3 separate regions of the Oryctolagus cuniculus genome follow, and all the other regions are linked to region 1. The links are chromatin contacts, called in public Hi-C maps. All regions are on one chromosome and are shown on one strand. Each heading gives the region's core, a stretch centred on a gene start, on an enhancer-like site or on the middle of the called end of the contact. The rest is flanking DNA. Distances are from core to core; before and after follow the strand shown. Region 1 overlaps RBPJ (recombination signal binding protein for immunoglobulin kappa J region). Region 2 overlaps LOC127490216 (a long non-coding RNA gene). Region 3 has its middle 64 kb from the start of RBPJ.

Region 1 (4,518 bases), core at 1,483-3,982:
CACCCCGATTACTCTCCTGAATGTATCTTTAAGGGTTTCTTTTTCTTACTGGTTGATCACTACTTTGCCCATTTAGTTACACACCCAACTCCACATAAAGTGCCCCTGATATGCAGAATCTAGTATAAGAAATGGTGGTGCGTTGAAAGCATTTTTTAAAGGCTTGCTTAATTTAGAATTAGTACTTCGAATTTTAGTTAGTGGAAAACCATGGGTTACACGATTGATAAGTGAGGTTTTTGTATAAATTGGCAGTCTGGTTCTGGAAGTGGATTTTATCAACAATTATTTGTCCTCCTTCTCTTAGTACATAACCTTTTTTTTTAAAGATAATATCTTGGCACACTTGGCACACTGTAAGCAAAGTAAAAATGAAAGGTATTAAGGATGAGCACACAAATGTTTAATAAGCACTTTTACAGTTTGAGTTTTTGTAAATCATGTAAGACCTTTGAATGGTGGCCAGATAAAACAGCCCCTTTAAATTATATCAAGCAACAGCATATTTAGAAATATATAGGGTGAATTGTGGCTGGGAAACTTTGATTATGAATATTGACTATTAAAGCTTTAAATTTATCCATCTGTATTGTAGATGGCTCTGTAGGGAAACAGACTTTCATAAGAAGATACAAATATCTCACAGTAATTTCAGATTTTTTTTAAGGTTTATTTATTTGAAAGGCAGGGTTACAAAGAGGGAGAGGCAGAGAGAGAGAAATCTTCCATGCACTGGTTCACTCCCCAAATGACCACAACTACCAGAGCTGGGCCAGGGGAGGCCAGGAGCTTCATCCAGATCTCCCACGTGGGTGCAGGGGCCCAGGCACTTGGGTTATATGCTTTTCCAGGCCCACAAGCAGGGAGCTGGTTGGAAAGTGAAGCAGCCAGGACTGATGGCACTGGCTGGGACTGTTGTCCATATGGGATGCTGGAGCTGCAGCCAGAGGCTTCACCTGCTATGCCACAGCACTGGCCCCAGATTTTTTTTTTTTTTTTTTTTGACAGGCAGAGTGGACAGTGAGAGAGAGAGAGACAGAGAGAAAGGTCTTCCTTTGCCGTTGGTTCACCCTCCAATGGCCGCCGCGGCCAGCGCGCTGATCCGATGGCAGGAGCCAGGTACTTATCCTGGTCTCCCATGGGGTGCAGGGCCCAAGCACTTGGGCCATCCTCCACTGCACTCCCTGGCCACAGCAGAGAGCTGGCCTGGAAGAGGGGCAACCGGGGCAGAATCCGGCGCCCCGACCGGGACTAGAACCCGGTGTGCCAGCACCGCAAGGCCGAGGAATAGCCTAGTGAGCTGCGGCGCCAGCCCCCAGATCTGTTCTAATCCATGCTGATAGGCATAGATTTCAAATAATTAGCTTTGTTGAAAAGTTGACTATCAACCTATACCAAAGATTCTATCAGTGTCTTTTAAGTAGATAAGATAAAATGGTTGGGGGTAGGGAAGCAACTCTTGCAAGATATAATTCATTAAATCTTTGGCACTTTAAATGGGTAGGGCATAAGTTAAAAATGGTTTTATTTCTTACAAATCTTAATTCTGGCATTGAGTCATTTTTAGAAGTAAGACCTGTAAGACTTAATTATTTTGCATTTGCTTCCTTCTAACACTAAAATTCACATTGTTTCAACTAGGGGCAGTATTTTCTCATGGATTGACTAAAAGTTGTTATTTTTGGCATCTGGCTCTGTGATTATTTCTAAGTTAACTTACTTCCCCTGGGCCAGTTTCCTAACTCTGTAGTAAAATGGGAGTTGTAAGAAGTTGCCACATCTTCCCAGAACCTCTGTGCTTTAGGATTTGCAGAGAGCATCCTTGGCTGAAAGGTGTGGCTGAGGTCTAGGAATTGTTGCTGAAATAAGCTCATGTGGAGCAAGTCTTGCTTTATAGGAAGTCAAGAAGGAGGTTATGAACCAAGTTCTTGGCAAGTTACAGTAGTGATAAAGGAATGAGAGAAAACCCAATAACACAGTAAAGCCTGGGTGATAAAACAGGTACATTTTCCCCCATAAACTTGGAGAGTGACAAGCAAAACAAATGACAGAGTGGTATTTGTGTGTGTGCATGTTGTGTAGGAGATTGAAGATTCGTCTAACTCAATTGTAGTAACACATTGTAAAATTATGGGATGCCTTTCCTCTATTGATTTGTTTTCTGCACATAGTTATATTTTTAAAAAATGGGACCACAGAATGTTTTCATTGGACTGTAAGCCAAGTCTGTTAATAGTAATGGCTAATTTTAAATATGCCTTATACTTTTTAAATGCTTTACCATTTGCTCTCAAGGATACTTTGTAACAACCGGACTGTAATTTCAGACTTGACTGGTGGCCTAAGTGTTTTGCACCTGGGGGATACTCTGTAGCTACTGAACGAGTGAAACCTGTTAAACTTCTCCCTTCCTGGTAGATGATACCATGTCCTGTATGGTTCCCCAAACCAGGATCCTGGATTCCTGTCTTCAAACCTTTCTTTTTACTCACTAAAACTAATAGTTTTCCCTCCTAAAACATCTTCTGACTCTACCTCCTTCACCCTCACTGCCACAGTTCATGCTCCATGGTTTCTCACCTGGGTTACTGCAGCTATTGGCAACCTCTTTCTGCTTCTAGGCTTGCCCCTTTTATCCAGCTCCCACAAAGCTGGAGAGCAGTATTGCTGGAGAGCAAATCTGATCAGGCCACTCTTTGGTTTAAAACCCTTTCAATGGCTCCCCCTAGCCTTCAGTAAGAGAGGCAGCAGAGTGGAGAGTTACAAGCTCACACTGAGGATTTAATCTGAACTAGGTTGCAGTTCTATCTCTGCCACTGAAAACTTCTGTCACATTAACTCAGTCTCTCCTTGCCTCTTCCATCTGCTGCCAGGTTATTATTCCTAAATCATAAGGTGGTCGTTGTGAGGATTAAATTAGATAGTGCGTGAAAGCATTTACTTGGCATATAGCAAATACTTAAAAAAAAAGTTGGGTCATGTAGTGCAACAGGGTAAGCTTGCTTGCTACACCGGCATCCCATAACAGAGCGCCGGTTCTAGTCCTGGCTACTCTACTTCCGATCCAGCTTCCTGCTAATGTGCCTGGGAAGGCAGCAGAAGATGGTTGAAGTACTTGGGCTCTGGCCACCCACGTGGGAATCTGGATGGAGTTCTGGATCCTGGCTTTGCCCTGATCTGGCTTTGTGGCCTTTCGGGGAGTGAGCCAGTGAATGGAAAGTCTCTTTCTCTCTCTGTTACCACCACCCCTGCCCCCAGCCCTATCACTGAGACTTTCAAATAAATAAATCTTAAAAAAAAAAAAAAAAAAAGCCCATGTGGCATATGGAGTCCTCCTTAACTATTTCATCTTCAGCTGAATTATTTGCCATTTGTCTTCTTTTTTTTTTTTTTTTTTTTGTTAAAAGAGATTTATTTATTTATTTGAAAGGCAGAGTGATATAGAGAGCTCTTTAGTCCACTGCTTCACTGTCCAGATGCCTGCAGTAGCCTGGTCTAGGCCAGGTTGAAGCCAGGAGCCAGGGATTCTGGGTCTAATGAGTGGCTGGCAGGAATACAAATACTTGGGCTGTCAACTGCTACCTCCCAGGCATACTAGCAGGAAGCTGAGTTGGAAACAGGGTAGCCAGGCCTCGGACCTGAACTCCATGGGTGATGTTAATATCATCACAAGTGCTGTGCCACAGTGACCACCCCTTTTCCTTCATTTTCAGTGTTCTAGCCATATTTAAGAACTTGGAGTTCTAGGCATCAGCCTGTCAGTGTGGCGCCTCTCCATGTCTGAGAAGTGCAGGTCCTCAGTAGGTTATTATTCGAAGCTAAGGCCAGGGGATATCCTTGCTAGATCCAACAGGGCAGTATGTGTTTTTAAAGCACAGTATAACTCTCTTGGAAGCATTGATACTAATTGTCATTATCACACTTAAAAGCTGTTAGTTGCTTGAAGGCAGGTATCATTTTCTTAATCATTTGTATATTTTAATATTCAAAACAGTGCTTAGCATGGTAGGGACAGAGTACAAAGATGTTCTTGAACAGAGGACTCAGTACTTTGAAACACTGATGTAACATGATTCATGTAGGCAGAATTTGAGATGTACATACAAACATATGCATGTGTATATTTGATTCTGTAGGAAATAATTTCTGAACTACTCAGAGGAATTGATTTTTTCAGCCATAGGTGATCATATAGTCCCTGGGAACAACATTATAGTAAGATTTGCAGGCAGATCTTTTTAGATTATTAGAAAATACTATATTGTAATGCTCATACAAAACTGACAAGCTTAATTTTCACATTTTGCTTTTTATCTGATTGATTGTCAAGTTTTTGTCAAAAGGTTCTGTGATTGTCAAATGTTTAAGTACTTAGATGTGTAAGGGGTGGGGTGCACATTAAACTTTGAGATGCTGTAGACTGCCTTTTGGGGATCTATGCAGTAGAACCAAATAAGTTGCTACAGGGAGACTCTGTGGATAGATTACTTATAGGTAATTTCTCCAGCTTCATACCTC
Region 2 (4,518 bases), core at 1,288-3,787, 250 kb before region 1:
AGTCCGGATTGCTCCCCACAGCATGGATTTCAAACTTTTTGCACCCAAGTAATCTCTCTTCCTTGCAGGTTTCCACAAGCTTTCTGAAGTATCCTGCTCTCTAGGGGGCCCCCAGCGCAATGCATGGGGGGCCTCCCATGCATTTTTGTCTTGATATCTGCCCTTGGAATTGCTCCCCTCGTGCCCTTGCTTCCTCTTCTTCCTCCTCCTGCTCCTCCCCTCCCCCCAGCACAGCACACACTGCCATCTTGCCCCACAAGCAGGTGCATGTGTCGAGAGAGCCCAGGGAGAGTGGAAGCCGGAAAAGTATAGAAATCTTGAGGAAGATCACATAAAATACTCATTATCATTTGATTCCATTTTCCCCAAACTTTTGGAAGTACTCCCATATCCATGCCTTAAGTGGTGGTCCCCCTCCCTGTCTCTAACCACCCAAGAGACCCCACCCTCCTCGGTCCAGTCCCTTCGCTCTTCTTTCTCTCCAATGCCTTTGCTCACTTCCCCAAAGGCCTGGTGGGCAGCGTTTCTCCTCCTCTACCCCAGGGCCCAGCTGCAGGGCTTCAAGTTGCTGACACTGGCGATTCCTCCCTGCTCTTGGCTCTGCTGCACGTATCCTCATGTCCCGTCCTGCACGTCCAGGGAAAGCCCATGCCACCCCACTGCCCTGAGGACAGCACGTACTTCCCCACCACCCAACCTCTGCCCACACTGGGTCCCAGTGCGCCTCTCCACATCACTGTCCTGTGCTAGATGAGCCTCTGCCTTCCCCAGTGCCTGCATCCCTGCAGGTGGCTCACTCCCTGCCCTGGATTTACCTGCGTGAGCAGTTATCTCCCACCTGCACTTGGTCTTCTTTCTTCCATAGGCCTACAGGCTAAGCTAAATTCAACATGATTATCACCTGGAAGAACTCTATATCAAATGTTCAAGTTGGCCCCTAGTTTACCAGCTCACACAAATGATTGCATTTCCCTAAATAATGGAGTAAATTTCCATGACGTTTCAGGCCACTTGCACCTCTGACCTCCATGGTTTTCTTCACGTTCTTCAGTGTGTGCCCGGGTCACTGACTCGGGAAAGAAGGTGGGGCCCTAGGGTTGGCACAGGTTTCAGACTAGGACAATCCTGGATCCAAATCCAGGCCCAGGCACTCACCCTCTGGATAAACTCATGGAAAATGGGGAGCTGGTTCATCCATTCAGTCAGCTTTCTCTCCGTGCCTACCAAGGAAGCGCATGGGGCTGGTAGTTGGGGATCAGGAGTAAGTAAGCCAGGGTCCCTCTTGATGAAGGCCAGAGTCCACTCAAAAGAGACAAACCTGCAAACGAAGCAGGGGCCCATGGGGTCAGAATACCAGATGGGAGACCATGGAGGTCACAGAGGGTGCCTAAAGGAGGGAGCGATGGATGCACTGCCAACAAGCCTTCCTGCAGAAGAGAGACCGGGGTGGGGTACTCCCACCGCCCTGGGGAGAAGCAAGCCATGTAGGGCCGTGAACCTTCTTCCACCCCAGACTGGAGAGGTCTAAAAATCCCTGTGTCCCTGAATCGCCAGAGCGCTGGGTACAGGTGACATTGAGGCCCCTGGCCTGGGCTCTGAGCCTGTCATTGACTCCCCAGCTCCAGTTCCTCTCCTTGCTGGGGGGAGGGGGAGTGATTTCCAGCGCCCTGGCAGCCTCCTGAGCTTCTGCTTCCTAGGAGCGACCCCTGGCCCAGCTCACCTTCCTCTAGGAAAGAGCAATTGTTACCAGAAGATATGGCCCTCCCAAGCAGGCCAGTCCAGGATCCTGAGTCCCCACCAATGGGCCAGCCCGACAAACAGCTGCAGCCGGGGGAATCAGGTCACACGCCATCCATGGGTGGGCTTTGCAGACACCTCTTCCCCCGGAGGAGTGGGCCACTTTCCAGAATCGTGGGCCAGCAGAAAGGGAGGTTGAACAAACAGGCACAGGGTCGCTCCCTAGCAGCCGTTCTTGTTAGTGCTGCGCCCGCCAGCCGTGCATTTTTGGAGTGTTACATACGCGCGTGCAGCCTTCACCAGAGGACAACTAGGACGAGCGGGGAGGGGGGAGGCCTGAGGGTCAGGGCCAGCAGATGGGCCTCTACTTAAGCAGGTTAGAAGTTCAGCTGTTCCAGGGGAGCCCCTCTCTGGCCGGGCGAGCACGAAGCTTGGCAGAGAGGGGTCGAATGGAAAAAAGGCAGAGGGTCCCGCCTTCCTGCACTGCCCCCCGGGGAACCAGCCTCTCTGTCCTAGGCAGTTGCAGTTTTCTAGGAGGCAGCATCGGCAGCCCTGGCTGAATCAAGAAGCCAGAGGCCCGGTGCCATTCTAAAATAACAGCACGCCTGCGTTTTCCAGTGGAGGGATTACTCCGTGGTGAGCCAGAGAGTTTTGGAACATCATTTGGAAGCAAAACCACATTTTTTTTCCAAAAAAAAAATCTTTTAAAGGAAACTTTGCTTGCAGCAGATTAACTCTTGAAGCGAAGTCCGTGCGGGGACAGCCCCCGGGGTCTTTGCCAAGGGGACCCGTGCTCTGAGTGTAGGCTGGGTTTCCCTTCGTGGGAGGCAGAGAGCACCGCCCTTCCGAAGGGTGGGAAAGGAGAAAAAGTAGAATTTTCTTCTCTTAAAGAGGGTTTATTTTATTTATTTGAAAGGCAGAGTTACAGAGAGATGGGGGAGGGTAGAGGGGACAGAGAGAGAGAAAGAGAGAGAGAGAGAGAGGATCTTGATCACTCCTTCAAATGCCTGCAACAGTTGAGGCTGGGCCAGGCCAAAGCCAGGAGCCATCTCGGCCTCCCACGTGGGTGGCAGGGGCCCAAGCACTTGAGCTACCTCCTGCTGGTTTCTCAGGTGCATCAGCAGGAAGCCGGGTTGGAAGCAGAGCAGCTGAGACTCAAGGCACTCCGATAAGGGGCGGTGGCATCACAAGGAGGGGCTTGACTTACTGCACCACAATCCTGGCCCTACAGAAAGAGAATTCTGGGAGCTGCATAACAAACCACAGCAGTCCCTCTTGATCTGGACTTTGGCTTTGCACAGCTTCAGTTACCTGAAAATATAACAGAAAATTCCAGAAATACACAACTCATAACTTTTAAATAACTTTTATTCTAGTATATCATTACATCATTACAGTTACTCTATTTTATTATTGGTTGTTGTGGTTAATCTCTCTTTTTTTTTTTTTTAAAAAGACTTATTTATTTGAAGTGCAGAGTTACAGAGAGGCAGAGAGAGAGAGAGGTCTTCCATCTGCTGGTTCACTCCCCAGATGTCTGCAAAGGCTAGAGCCGGGCCAGTCTGAAGCCAGGAGCTTCTTCCACATCTCCCACACAGGTGCAGGGATCCAAGCACTTGGGCCATCTTCTACTGCTTTCCCAGGCCGTAGCAGAGAGCTAGTTCGGAAGTGGAGCAGCCAGGACTTGAACCGGCACCTACATGGGATGCTCTGGCACTACAGGCAACGGCTTTACCCACTATGCTACAGCACCAGCCCTTGTGGTTAATCTCTTACTGTGCCTAGTTTGTAAATTAAACTATATGACAGGTATGTGCCAGTCTGTAGAGGGAGAAGTGTAGCAGATGAATATAAAGGGTTCAGCATTCTCCCAGGTTTCAGGCTCTCATGACTGTCTTGAGATGCATCCTTGTGGATAGGGGCAGGCCACCGTACTGCAATGCTTAGTGCCTGAAGACAGCCACCACTTTACTCACTCATGGCCCAGTGTGTCCACTATTTGGCCTGGGTTCAGCTTGGCGGTTATTCTGCTCACCTCACCTGGGGTCCTTCCTTGGGCGGCAATCATTGTAGGTTCAAAATGGGGTTGGGTGGGCTGAGATGGCCTTCCTCACTTTTCTAGCCATTTGTACTGGCTCTTAGCTGGGCCAAGTGTCTCCAGAGGCTGGCTTCAGCTTCTTCCATGGTGGCTGGGTTCCAAACGCAGCAAGAGAGAGGGAAAGGCTCGATCCATAAAGCTTTTTCAAGTCTCTGTGTTACATTTACTGTCCCATCAGCAAAAGCAAGTCATATGGCCAAGCTCTGAGTCAGCGTGGGAGGGACGGCACAAGAGTGTGGACGTGGGGCGGGAGCCCTGGTTCCATTGGGAGCCATTACTATAACTGTCTACCCACAAGAAGGAAGTAGATCTGAGATGGAACTGAACACCCTAACCTCAGAGGGATGCAAACCATGCAAGTCAGCGTGCTTATGAGCTCAAGCTGAGGGAAGAAAGACCAGGGAATTGTCTTGTTGAGGTTTTGGAACAGGCCTGCTGTTTCCTGGGGATGTAGGGATGGAGAGACATTTGCATTAGTAAGACTTGAATAGCTCAAGTAGGAGTCACTTTTAGCTTCTCATAATATTTCTGACAGCATTTTCTGCTTCCCTCCAAATTTACATATGTAATAAATGTGCCTTGAGATTCCTTGGGCTCCCTACCCTTTGGGAAGGATGATTTGAGTCTAAACAGGAAAACAGACACTTCTGGTTTGTACAACAAGGGGAATTGTTTATCTTGCT
Region 3 (4,518 bases), core at 1,252-3,751, 200 kb before region 1:
CCTGGAAGTCACTATGTATGAAGTTTCCTGCCACTGGAAGAATGTGGGCTAAACTAGAAATTAGTTTATAGAAAAATGAAGAAAGTTACGCATTCTGTGCCCTCGATAGAACAGGAAACTGACTTAGCTACTACAGGAAATTGGAACTTCATTCATGGCAATGTCAGAGACGGCGTGGCTCATGACTCAATGACTCCGTACCTACTTATTTTGCTACCTACTTCTTCCCAGAATAAGACAGTTTAAAGGGCTCCAAATCTCCCAGTGGTGTTTCCCATTCTACCTTCAACTAGGGGAATCCTGGCAAGTCCAAATTGTCACCAGTAGGTGGTGCTAGCACGGCCAGGGCTAGAACTCATTATCTGATGATGAATTAGCCGCACACTAATTAAAGCTCTTTCCTCTTCAACACCTTTCCCCGAAGGTCTAATGGGATGTTGTTGTTAAGTAGGTGAGTAGTTCATCTGTGGGCTCACTCTCCCTCCCTGGAGTGGTAGCATGGAAAGAATTCCAGGGTTAGGAAACTGAGGATATGGATTTCGGCCGTCTTACTAATTAGATGAATTGGCCAAGTCACTTAATCTCGCTGAGCCTTGGGATCCACACTTTTAAAAGAAATAAGTTGGACTTGGTGAATCTTTGCTTTCCAAGTTTGAAAAACAGTTGTACAACCAGTATGAGATAGCGCTTTTCATCCATCAAATTAATAAATTTTAAGAAAAACTCAGAATTCCAAGAAACAGGCTCTTTGACACACCGCTGTGGGAGACATAAGCTGGAACAGATTTTCCATAGGGCAATTTGGCAATGTGTAGCCACAATTCTAAAAATTTATTTATCCCTTGACTGCCAATTCCACAACTGGGAATTAATCACAAAGAAATAAATCTAGAAATATGCAAATACATAGCTAAGAGGCTAGTCCATAAAACTCAGCACTTGGGTTCCCTTGCAAGGGGCTCTGTGTGTCTTTGTTCTCGAGTTTCTGATCCTTCATATAATCCATAGTACTCTATTACAATACTTGTATAATACAGCAAAGCAAATGACTATTTAATCATCTAGTGATAGAAAGTAGAAGAGCCTGGAATTTATTGAATATTTTTTGTGTGTACCATGCACCCTGATGGACAGTTTTCTTAAGTTAAAATATTTTCTTGGGCCGGTGCTGTGGCATAGTGCGTAAAGCTGCCAACTGCAGTGCCGGCATCCCATATGGGCATTGGTTCGAGTCCTGGCTACCCCACTTCCAATCCAGCTCTCTGCTACAGCCTGGGAAAGCAGTAGAAGATGGCCCAAGTCCTTTGGCCCCTGCACCCACGTGGGAGCCCCAGAGGAGGCTCCTGGTCCCCGGCTTCGGATCAGCACAGCTCTGGCCATTGAGGCTAACTGGGGAGTGAACCAGTGGATGGAAAACCGCTCTCTCTCTCTCTCTCTCTCTCTCTCTCTCTGCCTCTCCTTCTCTCTCTCTGTAACTCTGCCTTTCAAATAAATAAATATATTATCACAATATCCCTGTGTGAAAGGTATTACTAATCCCATTTTCTAGACAGGGAGCATGACTCTCAGGCAGGTGAAATCTTCTAGCCCAAAGTCACCCAGTGCTGATTAAGGAAGAGGAAGTAGAACTTCTGCTCTGTGAAGGTCAAGGTCGCTGTGGGCATGGAGATAACTGGGTCTGTGATGGAACTGAAGGGTGGGGAATTCAGTGTGTGGATTCTGATTCGGCCTGAGAGTGGGATCTTTATGGAAGAACTGCAATTTCAAAGCTTCTGCCAATTCTTTGTGTTTCTAAAAATGGAAACCTAACTGGTCTACGGGGGCCAAGGCTTTCTGGTAGAGAGAAAAAAAAAAAAAGCACTGACTTGAGCTTTTATCTGTGCAAAAGGAAATTCCATTCTGCAATGGGAAGGGCTACACGAGGAAACCTTGAGTTCTGTGCCAAACAAGGTAAAAGGGGGCGGGGCTCGCACTGAGGCTAAGGGACTTGGGCTTCCTCTGGGGGATGGAGGGAAGAAGCTGCTGAGACTCAGCTCACGTGGGGGTGGGAAGAGATGCAGTAGAGCAAAAGCCCTTGCTGGGGATGAGCAGGAGCAGGGAGCCTACGTGGCAAGAGCTCCGGAGCCTGGAGGTCAAGGTCTTTCATGACCAGTTGGGTTGGTTGGGATATGGCCCAAGGGCTTAGGGTGCTTCCGTACTGAAAGTCCTTCAAGTTTTTAGTTGAGCCAGAAAACCTCCTGTTAGCATCGCCTTGGGGGTAAAGAAAGATACCTAGTCCTTTCTGAAGGCTCATGGTTTGCAAGTGGAGTTATTTTATTCGCATATTTCTAAGAAAGGGTGAGGTGGGAAAGTTGTGATAAACTCAAGGACACGAGTTCTATGTCATTATTACATTCCAGGGACTGAGACTTAAGCCAGTCTTCAGGACAGCTGAAGCCATGTGGCAGGATCCTTTGTAACAGGGGTTCACTTGTTTTGGGGACTGGCCAGTCACAAGCCTACTTGGCCACCGTCGGCAGGCAAGGTGATCAGTGCATTAGATCATGCTTATAATGGCCAAAGGACTTCTCTCTGGCTGACTACCCAGCCTGCCATGTTTATTGCATGATCAGTATCAAGAGACAGCAGCTCTGAAGCCCGCTGGCTCCCTGAGGGTACTCTAGCATGCCAGAGAGAACAGGTGGAGGGATTAGCAAACTCATTTCCAAGGTCACAACAGCGTGGTCCCTGGCGGCACCGCTGCAGGAAGATGGCAGAGCAGTGAGAGCCAGGCCACCGGCTCCTCTTTTTAGAACAAGAGCAGTTACCACTACAGAGTGCCCAGACTCTGCTCCGTGCACCTCATTACTCGCCTGTTCCTTGCTATCAACGTTAAGAGCATGTCATGCGCATTGTTAATGTTCAGTAGTTTCCTAGGGCTGCCAAGGCAAATGACCACAAGCTTTGTGCCTTAAAACAGCAGAAAATTATTCTCAAAAGTCTGGAATCGAGGTGTGGGCTGCGCTCTGTCCACAGGCTCCAGGAATAGTCCTTCCCCGCCTCTCCAGTTTCTGGTGGCTGTGGGGACTTCTGCCTGCTCTCACTCCCTCTGGGAGGCAGCAGGTGATGGCTACAGTCTCTGTCACTCAAGAGGGAGACCTGGATTGAGTTCCAGGCTTCTGGCTTCAGCTTGGTCCAGCCCTGGCTGTTATAGGCATTTGGAGAATGAACCAGCAGATGGGAGCTCTCTCTTGCTCTCTTTCTCTCTCTCTCTCTCTCTGCCTTTCAAATAAATAAATAAAAATTGTGACCTACATTGTAGCACAGCAGGTTCAGCCACTGCCTGCAATGCTGGCATTCCATGTGGACGCCAGTTCAAGTCCTGGCTGCTCCACTTCTGATCCAGTTCCCTATAACATCCTGGGAAAGCAGTGGAAGATGGCCCAAGTGCTTGGGCCCTGCCACTCACATGGGAGACCCAGATGAAGCTCCGGGGTCACAGCTCCAGCCTTGTCCAGCTTCAGCCTTTTTGGCCAATTGGGTAGTGAACCAGTGGATGGAAGACCTCTCTCTCTCTCTCTCTCTCTCTCTTTCTTTCTCAAACTCTGCCTTTCGAACAAGTAAAATAAATTGTTGGGTTTTTTTTACAATTAAAAAGCAAAAAGATGCTTATGACCTAGCTTCCAGAACCTGAGAACATGACCTTATTTGGAGAGAGGGTCCTCAGAGATTGGAATGTGCAGCCTCAAATCAAGAATGGCCTGGAGCCTCTGGGAGCTGGAAGAGGCCAGTCCTGTTCTCCCAGATGTCCAGAAGAACCGTGGTGGGCCCTACATCGTGGTTTGGACATCTGGTCTCCAGAATGGGGAGACAAGGAATTCCTATTGTTTTAAGCCTCTCCGTGTAACAGCCCTAGGAAACTAGTAAGAGGATACTGCAGAAATTTTGTGTGAAACATGAAATTGGGGGCTGGTGCTGAGGCACAGCGGGTTAAGCTACCGCCTGCAGAACTGGCATCCCACGTGGATCCCAGTTCAAGTCCTAGCTAACCCACTATTGATCCTGCTCCGTGCTAATGCGTCTGAGAAAGCAGCAGAGGATGGCCAAAGTGCTTGGGCCCCTGCATCCATGTGGGAGACCTGGAGGAAGCTTCTGGCCCCTGGCTTCAGCCTAGCTGCTGTGGTCATTTGAGGAGTAAACCAGTGGATGAAAGATCTCTCTCTCTGCTCTTCTCTCTCTCTCTCTGCCTTTCAAATCAACCAATCAATCTTTAAAAATTGTTGTTGCAAAAAATTTTGGGAATCTGAAGGGATCTTCAAAAAGTTCAAGAAAATGTGTATTATGAAAAAAATGCAGGAATTTTAGAAATTCTTTGCACCAATATGAGCTTATCTTTTAATTCCATTTCTCTCTGATTTTTTAAAAAGATTTATTTATTCATTTGAAAGGGTTACACAGAGAGAGAAGGACGGGCAGACAGAGAGAGAGAGAGGTCTTCCATCCACTGGTTTATTCCCCAATTGGCTGCAATGGCCGGAG

The links. Hi-C and Micro-C count contacts between places; a contact is called where the count stands out from the background.
Region 2: a Hi-C map of an unstated tissue shows a contact between it and region 1, with 8 times the contacts expected there. The contact joins two enhancer-like sites. A contact is called at or near these places in 5 of 6 Hi-C or Micro-C datasets (ear pinna, embryonic fibroblasts, psoas muscle and 2 more).
Region 3: a contact with region 1 is called in a Hi-C map of an unstated tissue, with 4 times the contacts expected there. The contact joins two enhancer-like sites. A contact is called at or near these places in 4 of 6 Hi-C or Micro-C datasets (ear pinna, embryonic fibroblasts, skin fibroblasts and 1 more).

What each region holds. Positions count from the first base shown.
Region 1 is chr2:21,282,874-21,287,391 of mOryCun1.1, forward strand. All of the region lies in intron 2 of RBPJ (recombination signal binding protein for immunoglobulin kappa J region), which reads left to right. Among named protein-coding and RNA genes, the nearest start is that of RBPJ, 130 kb to the left of the region's middle. Within about 2 kb of position 2,733, at least 1 of the 8 cell types and tissues checked has an H3K27ac peak or open chromatin away from gene starts, as enhancers often do.
Region 2 is chr2:21,035,629-21,040,146 of mOryCun1.1, forward strand. The region is part of intron 1 of LOC127490216 (a long non-coding RNA gene); the gene reads left to right. Among named protein-coding and RNA genes, the nearest start is that of SMIM20, 99 kb to the left of the region's middle. Within about 2 kb of position 2,538, at least 2 of the 8 cell types and tissues checked have an H3K27ac peak or open chromatin away from gene starts, as enhancers often do.
Region 3 is chr2:21,087,725-21,092,242 of mOryCun1.1, forward strand. No RefSeq gene overlaps it. Among named protein-coding and RNA genes, the nearest start is that of RBPJ, 64 kb to the right of the region's middle. Within about 2 kb of position 2,502, at least 1 of the 8 cell types and tissues checked has an H3K27ac peak or open chromatin away from gene starts, as enhancers often do.